2 separate regions of the Mus musculus genome follow, and region 2 is linked to region 1. The links are chromatin contacts, called in public Hi-C maps. All regions are on one chromosome and are shown on one strand. Each heading gives the region's core, a stretch centred on a gene start, on an enhancer-like site or on the middle of the called end of the contact. The rest is flanking DNA. Distances are from core to core; before and after follow the strand shown. Region 1 overlaps Rora (RAR-related orphan receptor alpha). Region 2 overlaps Rora (RAR-related orphan receptor alpha).

Evidence for each region. Hi-C and Micro-C count contacts between places; a contact is called where the count stands out from the background.
Region 2: a contact with region 1 is called in a Hi-C map of liver, with 2.2 times the contacts expected there. The contact joins two enhancer-like sites. A contact is called at or near these places in 1 of 39 promoter capture datasets (the HPC-7 cell line), 3 of 484 Hi-C or Micro-C datasets (embryonic stem cells, liver and nephron progenitors), 1 of 115 datasets of contacts at active chromatin or transcription factors (fibro-adipogenic progenitors) and 1 of 9 other capture datasets (embryonic stem cells).

Annotation. Positions count from the first base shown.
Region 1 is chr9:68,882,964-68,885,857 of GRCm38.p6, reverse strand. The region is part of intron 1 of Rora (RAR-related orphan receptor alpha); the gene reads right to left. It overlaps Gm31262 (a long non-coding RNA gene), which reads right to left. Exons shown (of 2, transcript XR_379583.4): 1 at 1-2,894. Among named protein-coding and RNA genes, the nearest start is that of Gm31262, 61 kb to the right of the region's middle. Within about 2 kb of position 1,252, at least 70 of the 459 cell types and tissues checked have an H3K27ac peak or open chromatin away from gene starts, as enhancers often do. A contact at or near this core is called in liver, where this site is marked.
Region 2 is chr9:69,368,323-69,371,480 of GRCm38.p6, reverse strand. Rora (RAR-related orphan receptor alpha) reads right to left here. Exons shown (of 11, transcript NM_013646.2): 6 at 145-266. Among named protein-coding and RNA genes, the nearest start is that of Gm15511, 5.7 kb to the right of the region's middle. Within about 2 kb of position 1,255, at least 6 of the 459 cell types and tissues checked have an H3K27ac peak or open chromatin away from gene starts, as enhancers often do. A contact at or near this core is called in liver, where this site is marked.

The sequences.
Region 1 (2,894 bases), core at 3-2,502:
GAGAGGTTAGACCTAGAAGTTGGTTGGCTTGGCCTTGGGGGTTTCTACTAGGCCAAGTTCCCTCGTGTGCATTCCTCCAGCACATGAGGCCAAGGTGCTTCAGTGCCTTTGGTAGACCCTACACATCTCCCTGAGCTTGTTCCCATCTGCACAGAGCCTCTGTTCATACTGGAGAACCCTGGACACACTAGGAGAGATGAGCATGACAAAGCTCAGCTCTTCCCTTCAGTGAGAGAAACAGGATGATGAGAAAGCACAGTGGGTAGCCCAGAGAAAGAAGGGCCAGTTTGGAGCTCTTACGGTCCCCAGTCTATGGGGAGGACAATTCTTGGATGGGCTGTGGGTAGTAAGCCTGGGCTGATTTCAGGGGGACTGGGGGACTCCAAATGTGATAACCAGCCACACTGGATTCTGCTATAGTTATTTACAGTCTCCTGGAGCTAGACGAAAGATTCAAAGTCACCATGTGGTGGCTACCAAGAAGATGCTTTCTTAAGCAGTAGAATTCTCTTTCAAATTAAATCTTCTATGGACCCCTGGAATGAAAAATAATTTACATTGAGAAATGGCTGCTGAGCAATTAAAACCCCTCACTGTTTGATGGAAAAAAATTATTCTCACAGCATACAGGGCTCCACTAGAACACTCTGTGAGGGCTCCCAGAGAGTGTGTGTGAAGACCGGGTTCTCAAATAAATGGGGAGCACACTGCCACTGAGGCATATTCCCCCAAAGGCAGCTCACACATTTAGAATTTCTGTCCTCCCCCCCCCCACCTGAGTGCCACCCCCTCATAGTTTGCATGCATGAATGGTAGCCCTTCTCTGAGGCTCAGGGACTTACATGCGCACACCGTAGAGGGAGGTGTTCACCACAGTGGAAGCTAAAAACTAGGCTGTACGTATGCTCTTTCTTTCTTCCCCCACATATATGCTGGAACTTGAGCCAGCCAGGTCCCTTCTGCAGTCTCAAGACTTCCTGCCCATCTGTCTGTGAGGGCCGAGGGCTAGTTTGTGCATGTGGGCAAGAAGGGAAGGGGAGTCTTACATTACTGGCAAAAGTGGGGGACAGGGAATGGGTACGGGAAGGTCCTGCTTCCTTCCAGCTTCAACGTAGCCCCCTTCAAAGTACAGAGGACAACACAACCTGGCTATTCCAAGTAAAGCAGTAAACAGAGGTAAATTCTAACCAGACTTTGTGTGTTAAAAGGAAGCGAAAGCAGCTGAATTATGTACAAAAACTTACCCTGCCCCCGGAAGGCATCAAAATAGAACTTCCTGGAGCCTGCTAGAAAGACAGAGGCGTCCTGCACACAGAGCTTCTGTGAGCCTGCCAGAGAGATGTCCTGCATGCCAACTGCAACTCTTTAGAGAGGATCAACAGCTGGAAAGGCAAACTTTTTTTTTTTTGAATGTTAACATTTTACAGTTCAAATCACTTAACAGATGTAAAATTATGGGTTATACTTAGCATTAGTTTTTTTCCCCCCAGAAATTATTAACTAAAGAAGATCTTTCTGGAAAACACATCTGATGGTTAGAATTTCTTGATGATGATGACAAGAACACGCTCCTTTTACTAAATGGGAATGTTTGTTTTACCCAATCTCACTTTCACCAGCGTACCCCATAGCTGATACAGGTTTACATAAGGTTAACTGGGCGTTTTGAGGCATTAACCATACACATTTCGAAGCCTAGGCATTAAGTTGTCTTAGGTGACTAGTCAAGAAATGTTAATGAGACACTAAGGCAGGGATTGATATCATACCCAAGAGAATATTCCTGAAGGGAAACAGTCAGGGTAAGACAAGGCCGATGACATCAAAGAAAGTTCCAGATCTCAGCTCAAAGGTGATGATGTGGGGGTAAGTGGGGCAGATGATGTCAGCAAACTCTCTGAGCGGGTCAAAGTTGAGGGCGAAATGGATAAGGAATCGATAACTGGCTGACTGATGACAAATCTGGTGGGGGAGAGTTGGGTAAAGAGCGGCTGTTCAGAAGGCAGAGAAGGAAAGGCAAAGGGCACGTGATACTGTTGCTAAATACATCTCCAAACTCTTATGAGAGGTTTGGGAACATGAGATGGGAGAGAAGAGAGTCATGTGGACCTCTGGCAGCCAGGGACGCAGGAGGTCTGGAGAGATACGCACCATATAAACCTCTCACTTCTTTAACCTCCGTTTCCTCAGCATTAGTTTGAAGTTTGTTCCAGGTGGCTTCTGAGCTTAAGATAATTATTTGAAGGAACAACATCAACATCAAAAAACCCAAACCAAAACAAGACCTTCTCCAGTGGAGAGACTTAAAGTATTCCATACAGACAAAAAAGCCTTATCCAGTGCATTCTAGAAGCTTCACCCAGCACCTGACTCTGGTTTGCCTGACTACCAAGTGAGATCCCTTTGTCTATCAATGCTGGGTTAAAGATGATCAATGCCCAGACATCATGTAAATCAAGGAAGAAAACAATGCTTTGGAAACTGAGTACTGAGCCAAGGGAAGGGGACAACTATGTTCTAGAAAAATCTTAATAAGTCAACTCGGAGTCCAGCTTCCCTTTTAGAAACAGCATGCCAATAACGATCCACTTCATGGCTGTGTACGTCTTGGGCTGCAAGAGGCTGACAAAGCATTTGGGTCTTACATATTACAGTCAAAAGAAGGAAGTCGCCATTGTGCTACACTGGCTAGCTTGCCACGGAGTTAACTCTTTCAGTGCAGAGGCGTCCTGTTAGCTTCTCCCCCAGGGGAGGGAAATAGGTACCTGTCTATGTGTTAACAGATCAGCCTCTTTGAAGGCACAGTTCTCAAAAATAGACTTACTGTATCCCACCACCAAGGACAGCTCATGTTTTCTCTTTGCTTGAAGTGCTGGCCCTAACTGTCAGCTCTC
Region 2 (3,158 bases), core at 6-2,505, 490 kb before region 1:
GCTCTGGCTGTAAGATCCTGATCAGAGACTTGAGCTCTGATGCAGGACAGTCAGCCTTGGTCTGTCTGGACTCTTGAATGAATGCCCTTCTCCCACCCCCACCCAATGTTGCCTCAGTGGGAAGAGAAAGTCCTCCAACTCTACCTTGTTCTGGTAGTTTTCAATCTCCTCCTGCAGGAAGGTCTGCCACGTTATCTGCTGGAGCTCTTCCCGCAAGTACTGGCAGGTTTCCAGGTGGGATTTGGATATGTTCTGGGCAAGGTGTTCTGGGGAGAAAACAGGAGATCACGACCATGAACAGCCACGTTATTTTAGGAGCCAATAATACTCTTCTGCCGGTGTCATCCACCTTAAAAAGCAACTCACTTAAAGCAATGTGCTGACATTTGGTTTCCTTTGTATAGCTAAGGAAGATGGAAACCGCCTGTGTTTGTGCCCCAGGGGATGGAGGAGAGAGGCTTTGCAAAGCCAACAAGACTGCTGGAAGTATGGTGGATTCAGAGACTTGAAGACCTTGGCCTTGTCATAGGCTTTCTGCCCGTGTCTGGAGATGAACATGGGTTAGGCAGGAAAAATGAAAAACAGCCTCTTCTTGGCTTTTTGTGCTGTCCTGACAAAAGTGGGTCTTTAAAAGCCAGGAAGTTATGTAAGTGTGCACATGTCTGTGTGTGAGCACAAGAGCATACATCTTTTTATTTCTGCAGTATGTGTATGTGTCTCGAGTGTCTTCCTTAATTGCTCGCTCCCCTTGCTCCCTGTCCCCCCCCCCTCCCCCATGGTTGGGTCTTTCACTGAACCTGGAGCTCTTTGATTAACCTAAACTGGCTGGCAGTGAGGCCCTGGGCCTGCCTCCTCCTCTTCCTCCTTCCCGGGGCTGTACTTATACCATGCCCAGGGGTTTGGTTTTGTTTTGTTGTTGTTTTGTTTTTGTTTGTTTTGTTCTTCCTTTCCCTTTCCCTCTTCCCCTTCCTTCCTTCCTTCCTTCCTTCCTTCCTTCCTTCCTTCCTTCCTTCCTTCCTTCCTTCCTTCCTTCCTTCTTTCCTTCCTCTCTCTCTGTCTCTCTCTGTCTGTGATACATGGGTTCTTAGGGACCAAACTGAGGTCTTCATGTTGTAATGGCAAGCACCTTTTTGATTGGAACCTCTCCCCAGCTGGAAAGATGCCATCCTTTAATGATGACAACTAGCTATTACCTTTGCTTTGCTAGCAAACATCAGGACACACATTGCTGAGGCATGAACAGATTTTGTACTAGTTTGGCAGAGAGAGAGAGAGAGAGAGAGAGACAGACTGACCCTGGACTGAGACTGCCTGGGAGTATGTCTCTGCCTTGCTGTTTCTGAGATATATGACCTTGGAAAGTTGTTAACCTTTCTGTACTTTGCTTTCCTCTTTGGCAAAACAAAGAAAATGGCACTTGTTCATAGGACAGCTGTGAGTATCCAAGGACTCACACTTGGAACAGGGAGTGTCACATACCGATGCTGTATAATTGTTAGACTGTGTATTAGGGCTTTGGTGATACTAAATATATGCCAAAGACGTCTCTAGAGTTGATCACCTGTGGACATGTGTGGACAGACAGAAAAGATAATTTAAAATATCAGAAAGTAGGATGTGAGGCACATCACAAGATAAAGACAGTGGCTATCATGGTCAGGAGAGGAGAGATCAGGATTGGCTGGATAGAATTGGAGAATGCTTCTGAGTAAAGGAGGGATACCAAGGGATGGGAAGGGTTGGCAGGAGGGAGGGGTCAGTGCTATATAGAAGGGACCGTGGATGAAAGAACACATATGACACTTGTAAGGGGCAGACAGATTCGATGGTGTAACAGGGTTAAAGCAGACATAGCTAGCTAGGAGCCCACCTCCTGAAGGATCTCGGATGTTTAGGATTGAGCCAGAATATGATATAATAATAGGACTAAGCAGAATCCTGGCGGGAAAGCCGACGTATTGAAGATTGCATCTGGGGACTGGGGACAGAGGACAGGCAGCTTTGTGCTTGGGACCTAGAAAGCCTGGGGTAGGAGGGTCCGGTGGGTAGCTGATAAAATGTAGATTGAGTTTTCGTGTGAAGCAGGACATTAGTGTCAGGGAACAGAAGGAATATTTTAAAAGAATATTTTAAAAGCTGGACGTGATAGTACATGTCTGTAACTTGAATTGGGTTAGGCATAGGAGGATGGACATGTACTTGAGGCTAGCCTGATCTATATAGAACATTCTAGGCTCGAATGCCTACATAGCAAAGATCCTGTCTCCAAAAAAAATGTAATGGAAATAGTTGATGGGAGTTTACAAACAACGGATCACACCGAAAAGTGCTCATGTTCTCAGGGTTGAGTCCGTGGCAGGCAAGCCACTTAGGATGGCATAGAAAGTAAGGCTGGCGGACAGTACCACAGAGCCCGCTTGTTTATAAACATGTTCCAGCTTCCGCCAGACAGAAGGAGACATGTTTCTGTGTGAAAACAGCAAGCTCACCTAAAGGCAATCTGAAACTGGAGTCTCCTTGGAGACACAGAAGCATAATAAACCCTAACAGCTCTGCCTGGCAGCACACAGGTAACAGAACAGCCTGGATAAATAGTATTTAAAAAGCCAAAGAAATCAAATGTAAACAGAAGAAAGCACTTCAAGGAGACAGACCAGAGGAGAAGCAGAGAAGCCTGCTCATTAAGATAAAAAGAATGGGTGTTAGAAAGCAGAAAATTAACGCTTAGATAAAGAGCTCTGGCTAGGGAGGACAGTGTCTAGACTATAAACCAAGATTTGTAGATTTAGAAAAACGAGGCCCAGGAGGTGCTATGGGGCTCATACTCCGCTCGCTCATCATTATCTCTTTCCCAGTTATGGTCAACATCTTATTTCAATTGATCCTGACAAAGGTTACTGGGTGCCAAGTATGGTGCTACATGCCTGTAATCTCAGTGCATGGGAGGCAGAGACAGGAGGATTTCCATGAGTTAAAGACCAGCCTAAATGACCTAGTGAGTTTCAGGGGTACTGAGTGAAGCTCTGTCTCAAATTTTATTCAGGGCTGAGGATATTGCTTAGAGGCGGAGTGCTTGTTTGCCGCGCTCAAGACCCTAGGTTTGATTCCGAGCACTGCAGAAATGGTTCCTGGACACCTGGACCTATGTGGGGCTTTCC